Linked DNA regions of Cricetulus griseus: region 1 is linked to region 2. A link is a contact called in public Hi-C data. All regions are on one chromosome and are shown on one strand. Each heading gives the region's core, a stretch centred on a gene start, on an enhancer-like site or on the middle of the called end of the contact. The rest is flanking DNA. Distances are from core to core; before and after follow the strand shown. Region 1 has its middle 390 kb from the start of Qki. Region 2 holds the start of Qki (protein quaking).

The links. A called contact is a pair of places that touch in the nucleus more often than the background predicts.
Region 1: a Hi-C map of liver shows a contact between it and region 2, with 3 times the contacts expected there. The contact joins the enhancer-like site here to the promoter of Qki in region 2. A contact is called at or near these places in 2 of 8 Hi-C or Micro-C datasets (the CHO-K1 cell line and liver).

The regions. Positions count from the first base shown.
Region 1 is chr2:290,878,504-290,882,697 of CriGri-PICRH-1.0, forward strand. No RefSeq gene overlaps it. Among named protein-coding and RNA genes, the nearest start is that of Qki, 390 kb to the left of the region's middle. Within about 2 kb of position 1,583, at least 1 of the 6 cell types and tissues checked has open chromatin away from gene starts, as enhancers often do.
Region 2 is chr2:290,487,873-290,492,225 of CriGri-PICRH-1.0, forward strand. It overlaps Qki (protein quaking), which reads left to right and starts at 2,822. Exons shown (of 8, transcript XR_003482378.2): 1 at 2,822-3,007.

The sequences.
Region 1 (4,194 bases), core at 333-2,832, 390 kb after region 2:
TGGAGATGTACTAATGTAGCCACTGCCATGAGGGGCACATGGATAATAGAAATTTGGCACTGTCTTTTCTCACTGGCTTGAAGAGCTTAGGAAGCAGCTCTCCTCTGTGGTTTCTGCTGTAGTTCCTGCCTTAAGGTTCCTGCTTGAGCCTCTTCTTGCCTTGGCTTCTCCTGATGGTGGACTGTAACTTGTGAGATGAAATAGACCCTTTTCTCCCCAATCCTCCCCCAAGTTGCTTTAGACAATGGATTTATTTACTTACTTTTATTTCTTTACATCAACAGACAACAAAACTAGGACATGGCTACACCACCTTTAATTGTGCAAAGCAGTGCTCAGAGGCTAACAGAGATGTGTGCCGTGATGGAAGGTAGTACCCATGACCATAATGAGAGGGGGTGATGCTGAAGCTGGGTCCTTGTCAATGTTTCATATGAGGTGTCTCTCTCAAAAACTCATGTATTCAAGGCTTAGTCCCAAGCTGGTGGCACTGCTGAGAGACAGTTGGCTCATGAAGGTGCTAATGTCTTTAGTGTGTTAATCTGCTGGGGAGTTTACAGCTGGATGTCTATTGGAGGGACGGCCTGGTTGTGGGAAATGGGACACATTTTTCAAGGATGTAGCTTATCCCTCATCCCTTGACACCTTTCCTTTGGCTTCCAGGCCACTATGAGGTGAGTAGCTTTCCTATGTCAGTTCCTTCTACCTTGTTGCTCTTCTGTCTTACCATGGGCAGGTCCAGAAACAACAGGGCATGAACGGAAGCTTCCAAAACTAGGAACCACAGGGAACCATTCTCCTGAGTTGTCTTAGAAGGTTTCCCGGCAAATCTGACTAACGTGAACCTGAAGAAGGTGCCTTCATAGACACAGCAGCTATGTGACTTTCTTTTCTTGTTGCTGTGTGTTCTGTGTCCCTGGCAGAAGCAACTTCAGGGAAGAGTTTATTTGGGATCATAGTTCAAGGGCTGAGTTCAGCAGCAGCCTGATACAGCTGGTCACACTGTAGCACATTCAGGAAGTAGAGAAAGCTGAGTGCCAGCACTCGGTGGCTGCTGCTTTTTTACACAGTTCGGGATCCAAGCCCCAAGAACAATGCTGCCCATTTTAGGGTGGGTCTCCCCACCTCATTTAGCCTAACCAGAATCATCCCTCATAGACATGGCCATAGGCTAACCAAATCTAGACCATTCTTTCAGGTGTGCCAACGGGCTTGCATTCTAAGTTATCTGGAACCCTCTAAGGGTCTGGAATAGCTGTCAACACTGGCTGTTGCACTGGATTCCCATGTTCTCAGGCTCCTCCAAGAGGTAGGATCCACTGTCAGGAGCTCTAGGCTGCTTCTGGGGCTGTCTGTATCATACTCATGACCAACAGTATGTTTTATATTTACCTGGAAAAGACAAGCAGCCTTTGTGCTAACAGAGCCCCTGGCTCACATGTATAATGGGGGGGGGTGGATTTCTAAACTGAATTTTTGCAAGTCTCAAGCAGGATCAAAAATAATATCATACGCAAGACTGCTTCCTGAGGCACTGGGCCCTTGCCACATGCTGACCGTATGGGAAGTGTTTCTCTTCCCTCTCTCCCATCTCTGACTAGTTGGCGTCATGGTGGTTCTGGTTTGTACTCTATGTCTGTGCCCTGTATAGGGAAGCGACAGTTACCTTATTGTAGCCATTGCTGTTCAGTCAGAGTTGGGACGAGCAACACTCACAGTGAAGACATTAGGCTGTGACAACAAAGTGTGGGGAAGTTGGTGCAGAGGGGAACGAAAGGGGAAGGGGAGGGAGGTGGAGGGAGGGGAGCAGATTATTAACTGGTCACAGAGGAAGTGACAATATGAGCAGAGTTGTCATTCTGATTTTGAGGTCTGATGCTCTAAATGATCCCAGCTGATTCTGTGGAAGAAGATAGAACTGAAAAGGTCCACAGAGTCTGGCCACGCCCAACAACTCTGCCTCCATGTGGCTTGACAGTCACGAATAAATGGCTGAGGAAAAGACAGATTGGAAGATACTTTATTGGCTTTTAGGAACAAACCATCTTTCTGACTTACCAATGCTGCAAATGGCTGTCAATCTCTAATAACACCTTTCATGGCGTATGTCCCAAGATGCCTTTTAAAGCTAAGATTCCAACTTAGTGACACATAAGTGGGTTAAACTTTTTTTTTTTAAAAGAAAAGGCAACTTTGAATTTAAATGACAAAAATTGACATTTTTAAATTCTGTATAGGAAAATGAATTGTAGATCTCCTAAGTAAATACATATAAAATTGCAAAATGTCTTTAGATTTGGAAGATTGCCCATGAACATCACAGGGCTTGGCTGGGGTTAACCATTTATTAAGCTTTAAGAGAAAGGCATTGTTGAAATTTGAGAAATCTATAGCCCTCAATATTTGAGCTGTGATTTATGCACAGATTCAGAAATATTAATTTTCTTTCATAAAATAAAGTCCCAACACTTTGTCGTGACAATGAGGATTAATGCACTGAAATGTTTTTCATGGCAGCTTCTGAGTAACAGATTCACAAATACTTCTGTTTTAGAATTTAAAAGTCAAAATAAATTATTTTTTTAAGTGCCAAATCAAAGGTACATTGTCAAACAGAGAAATCGAACTTCGAAGCTTGCTTGACCCCCCTCGTACTCCCCCTGCACCCCTCCCTTTGAACACTGAGCTCCCTGATTCATCAAAGGGACAGGAAAGACTTCTGGAACCTTCCATCTCCCACGTGCTCATGTGTATGCACGTGGGCGTCAGCATTTTAAAGATCTAAACTTTAAAGAGTTTGAATCCACGCTAACCATTTGTCATTTATTGTTACTTCTAAGTAACAATATCCAGTGTGTCCCTAAGTTTTGTGTACTTGAGGACGTAATTTAAAGCTGAGTATGGTGTGTGTTAGGCATAAAAAGAGTTAGGGAACTGACATTCTGGGTGGCTTGTGGGAGCGAATAAGAAATGAGGCAAGAGGGAGAACAGAGCAATGGGCGTGACTCTCCTGGGCAGTCTGCTGGCTGCCAGTTGCCTGGATACCTTTGTATGGTGACTTAATTCGGCCCAGAGGCTGTGAGTTCTCTTTTCTTTTTGTGTCTGTGGTGATGGGTGTTGTTGCTGGGGATAGTCAGGGGCAGAGGGAGTGAATGAGACAGAAGAAAAAGTTGACCACACAAATACAATGCTGGGATGCTGGAACTAGTCCCGCCGAGGGCGGGGGAATGGGAAGTTCCTGCACAAAGCCCATCTTGTTCCCATAGAAACCAGTGCTCAATGCTGGATGACAAGCTTGACTCTGCACAGCCCCCTTCCTCTTCTTTTTAAAAATCTCTGTTGGAGCTTCATTGTCTTCTTGCTATTCTTGTTTTAATAAAACGGAGGACCGGGGGAGAGAAAACAGCCCTCCTCCCCACCCAACCTCAAGGCACACTGTGAACAATCCCAGGGCATGGATTCTGGGCAGCCTGAAGTCTGGCTGGACCACTCTGCATCAGAGATCCGGTACTGTCATTTCTCAAGTCATGGATGGACAGTCTACACAGAGAGGTGCCCACAGAGATTGGCAGCCTAATTTGAATACCAATGCTAGCCTGGGCTGGCTTCCAGAGACAAGGAGGGGCCACCATGGCTGGCAGAATGTTGGTGGCCAGACTCAGTGGGAGCTGGAGGGCAGTTTTTCCCGCCCACTGCTGTGGGCTTCCTTCCTCTCACTCCCATGCCCTCCTCTGCTGGGTTATTGGCAATCTGGCTTTCTATTCTTCAAGGATTAATGTCTCAGTGCAAGGGGTAAAATTGGCAATTAGAAAGCAAAGTCTCAGAGTCTGGGACTTTTATCTCCTTATCATTTCCCAGTTAGATTTCATTAGGGTGCTGCTGGAGAGAAAGGTTTAGGGCTTTTGTTGTGTGGTCAAAGAGTTTAAAGATACCAACAGGATGTTTTATATTTACTTGGAGAAGACAAGCAGCCTTTTGTGCTAACAGAACCTGGCTCACACGTATAATTGGGGGGGGGGGTTCTAAACTGAATTTTTTGCAAGTCTGAAGCAGGATCAAAAATAAGACCCATTCCTGTCAAGACTGTGAAGTTACTAGGTAATTTTTAAAAAACTAGAAATGACTTTTTTACTCCCCACCCAATAACATATTTTAAGTAAAAAGGGATTATAAATTTGCCTCTTTGTAGTGTGA
Region 2 (4,353 bases), core at 1,572-4,071:
GAGCAGGGGAGAGATCCACATGTACTTGGAATTTTTACTCTGCACTCCAAAGCAGCTATTTCCAACGATGGGCCCAACGATTAATCTACGGGGAATGAAGATGACCAACATCTTTTTGTTTCAGCCACATTAAAAAAGTGGTTGAACCTATGGGTCAGTAAAATGGGGGACAGCACTCTGTAATAAAATATAACTGGACTGAACAGCAGACAGAACTCGTTAGCTACAGTGCTGTGTAAATATCTAGATTACCTCTTCCTCTTCGGGGTTTCCTCTTCTGTAAAATTGGGGATGCCAGTATTACCTAAGACACAGGACTGCTCTGATTGACTGAACTACAGAGGTACAGCAGTTTGCCCAGGGCCCAGGAAGTAGGCATGCCAATTCAGAAGGGGGACTTCATCTTTCACAAGCAGAGCCCATGAATAATTCAGCATCAAAATATTTTTAATAATATCCAAGAGACAAACTTCTCATTTTTCTTGGTTCTGAATGAACATTTGGAAAACACAGAAACAGCTTTTTGATCAAATTGCTACTTCATGCCTTTACATAATTTGCTTAAAGAGATTATTATGTTGAATATTCTATAGTACTTAGAATTATAGCTATCGTTGGAAAATTCAATTATTTGACTTATGTGCTTTTAACTTTTTCTATCAAGGCAACTTCATTTGCTCTATCAAAGTAAATTAAAAACAAACAAACAAACAAAAAAACCTCAAACTGTGGTCTTTTAATGAAACCGCCAGAAGCTACTGGCCATGGGTATTTAAAATTGCTTTAAAGATATTTGGTACCACATAATCTCAGCAATGTTCTTTAGAATTTGTGGAAAGCAAAGTTAAAACAAAACAAACCAACAACCACCCTACTTACGTTCACATTTAAAATACATTGACATGATGCACAGAAAATCATACATAGCCAGGGACAACTCTCAAAACGGCAGATCTGATAACCTTGCCGGCATTTTCATGGAGCCCGGTTATAAAGATCTTGCAACAAAACATGGATGATGCAGATTTAATGACTGACAGCTTCTATAAATCACAGCACTTCACTGCTGCAGTTCGGAAAATTGTTTCCTAAACAAATGTAAACGGCAGAACTCCGTCACAGTGCACGGAAAGCCCTTTTCTGGCGCACTGCTTTTGCTTTTTTTACTTTCTCCCCCAGTACGCAGAAATAGATGTTGACTCTTTCTTTCCACACCCCCCATCCCACCCGAACGTGAGCTCCTCACACACAGGCTCCCTTCTTCTGCGTGCGGGCGGCTCGGCAGCCGAGGAGGCTGGGTCCCTGCTCGGTTCCTCTCCTCTCCGACCGCAGCCGTGCCGTGAGGAGAACGGGACCACGCGTCATGCCGCCCGCCTGCCCGTGGGTGCGCACGCGTGTCCCGTCTCCGCCTACGGTTCGGGTGCCGCGAGGCCCGTCACGCGTGGGGTATGGCTCCCGGGGACACCTCACGGGAGCCCCGCAGCGGGCGATGCTGCGGCGCGGTCGCCCACGCGCGCCAGCTCAGCCGGCCGCCCACCGGCATCACGAGCGGGATGCGGACTCGTCTGCGCCTGGTCCGACGGCCGGGTCCCCCACCCCGCCCGCCCCGCCGGGTGGGCGCCGCGCCAGAACGGTTCCGGCCCGCTTCTCGGTCCAGAGGCCACCGCCGCTGCCCCCCCTCGCCCCCCACGCAGGCGCGCTCTCCGGCCGATAGGGCGGGGCGACCCTCGGAAGGGGCGTGGCCACAGCCCTCGACGCGCGCACGCGCCCTCGGCCTCACGGCTACGTGTCGGGCCACGTGATGCCCACCCGAGAGTGCCCCCAGTGAAGCAACAGGACGTTAAAAAAAAAAAAAATTCTCCTTTTTTTCTTTTCCTGAGGGGTGGCGAGGAAGGTGGACGAAGAGGTTTTAAAAAAAAAAAGAGAGAGAAAAAAATCCCCTCAAACTATAGTAACGCGCCGAGAGGCGAGGCCAGGGCGGCGGCGAGCGCAGCGCCCGCGCATAGTCCCGCCGGAATTCCTCTCAGCCGACGCGCCCGACCGCGCCCGCCGCCTCAGCAACAGCGCGCCGACGAGCCAGCGCCGCCGCCCGCGTCCCCTCAGCCGCGACCCCGGCCCCGCGCAGGCCGCCGCAGCCGGCGCGCGTCCCCCTCAGCCGCGGCCCGGCCCTCGGCCACCAGCCGGCCGTCCGTCCGTCCCGCCCGAGCGGCCAGGGGCAGGGGCGCCGGCGGCGGCGGGGGGCGGGAGCGCGCCTAGCCCCGTAACGGCCGCCCTGCGCGCCCGGCCCGCCGCCCGCCCCCGGCCCTGCCCGCGCCCCTCCCCCCGCCGCCGCCGGCAGCGCCGCCTGAACTGAGGCGAACTCCGCCGCCAAGTGAGTGAGGAGGAGGAGAGCCGCGGAGGAAGAGGAGGAGCGGCAGTCGGAGCGGCGGCGGCGGCGGCGGCAACGCGGGGGCGCCGCGGCGGACAGCACCGCAGACTCGCGAGCTTCGGCGCAGGCGGCGCGACCGGCCGACGAGCGGCCCCTCGACTCCTCGCGGCGCAGCGGCCCCGCGCCGCGCTCGGCCCCGAGACCCGCCTCCGCCGCCGGCCTCGCGAGGGGAGCCGCGCCGGGCGGCCGAGGAGCGGCGGCCGCGGCGCGTCGGGCCGGGCGAAAGTGCCTGCGGGGGGGCGGGCGGGCGCGCGGAGCCGGCCGCCCCGGGGCTCGGCGCGGGAGCCGGAGCGGAGTCGGCGCGGAGCGGGACGCCGCGTCCGAGCGGCCGGCGGCCGGAGCTCGCCCCGCCCCTCCCTCCTCTCCTCCTCCTCTCTCCTCCTCCGGCGGCGCGCGGCGGCGGCGGCGCGGGCGGAGTGAGCTGCGGAGCCTGGAATATGGTCGGGGAAATGGAAACGAAGGAGAAGCCGAAGCCCACCCCAGATTACTTGATGCAGCTGATGAACGACAAGAAGCTCATGAGCAGCCTGCCCAACTTCTGCGGGATCTTCAACCACCTCGAGCGGCTGCTGGACGAAGGTGAGCCTCTCGACCCCCGCGGGCGAGCGGGCGGGCGCGGCGGCCCGGGATGGCGGGGCGGCGGGAAGGTCAGGCGGGCGGGCGCACAAAGGCGGCGCGGGCGGCTCGCGGCGGGTCGGGGCCAGGGCCGGGGCAGGCCCGAGGGCGGACCCGGAGCTCGCGGGCGGCAGGGCGGCGGGGCGGCGGGGCTGCGGCCAGCTCCCGACGGCGCGGCAGATAGACACCCCGCCATCCCGACCGATCTGGCCGGGCCACGCGAGCTCTGCCTCGCCTCGCCCGCGGGGCCCCGGCTGGGGGTGCCCGTCTCAGTGGAGTTGTGTGGCCCGCGGTACAGGAGTGGACTCTTCGGGTGTCCACAGATTACGTAGGGTACCGAAAAGTAGTGCTTATGTGGCCGAAGGCGAGCACGAGCTGACACAGAGCACAGCACTTTTTTTGTCCTTTGTTTAGGGAAGCGAGAACTGTTTGGGAGTTTAACTTCACTTTTTTTTTTTTTTTTTGGGTGGCGGGGGGAGGAGTATGAAATACCGCGATGACAGACCTGAACGGAATCCGAGTTCGGAAGAACTCACTGGGGCGGAGGGTTAGCTCCAGGCGTAGCCGCCCGCGTCCCTGGGGCGGGGAGCTGGAAGTTTGAAAGGACGGGAATAAAATAGAGCGCAAGTTTGCAGAAGCCGAGTTGGGAGCGCTGCAGGGAGCGAAGAGTGGCTAGAAGATGCATGCTGGTCAGCTCTGGCAGTCCTCTAAGAACTTCTCTCAGCAGCGACCTGGAGTGTTAGTTCCCAGGAGCCGTGGGTTTCCGCGGATTCCCGGGGCGGCCTGTGGGGCAGGAGGACCAACAAGTCCGCTTTGAAAACCGTGTAGCGGGGAGTTTCCCTTTTGTTTTTAAAAGTCTCCAGGCGGGGGGCTGTCTGAAGGAAGCGGAAAACTGTGCTGATGTGCGGATGAACAGTGGATTTTAGCATCTTGAGAAGAATCTCGAAATATTTTCAAATACAGCTAGAGAAATCAAAATTTATGCTCAAGGAGCAGGCATATCAGGGAAGAACAAAAGACTTTGAATACCTCCGAGCTAAGAGCGAGCTTCTTTTGGGTGGGGAGCCATAGGCAGGACTTGAGGCAGAAAGCGCTCAGTTATGACGCCTGAACATGCATACAACAGTAACAAGTCGAAAGGGACATTTCCTACTTTTGGGTCCGCGTGTCTGTTAGTCTCAGACGCCTCGGAGGAAAGTTGTGCTGCCCCTTTAAGGGGTTTTGCCTATTTGTGTTGGCATTTGAAAGATTGTGGAGGCAGAAAACTTTCTGGAATGTCAAAAAAAAAAAAAAAAAAAAAAAAAAAAAAG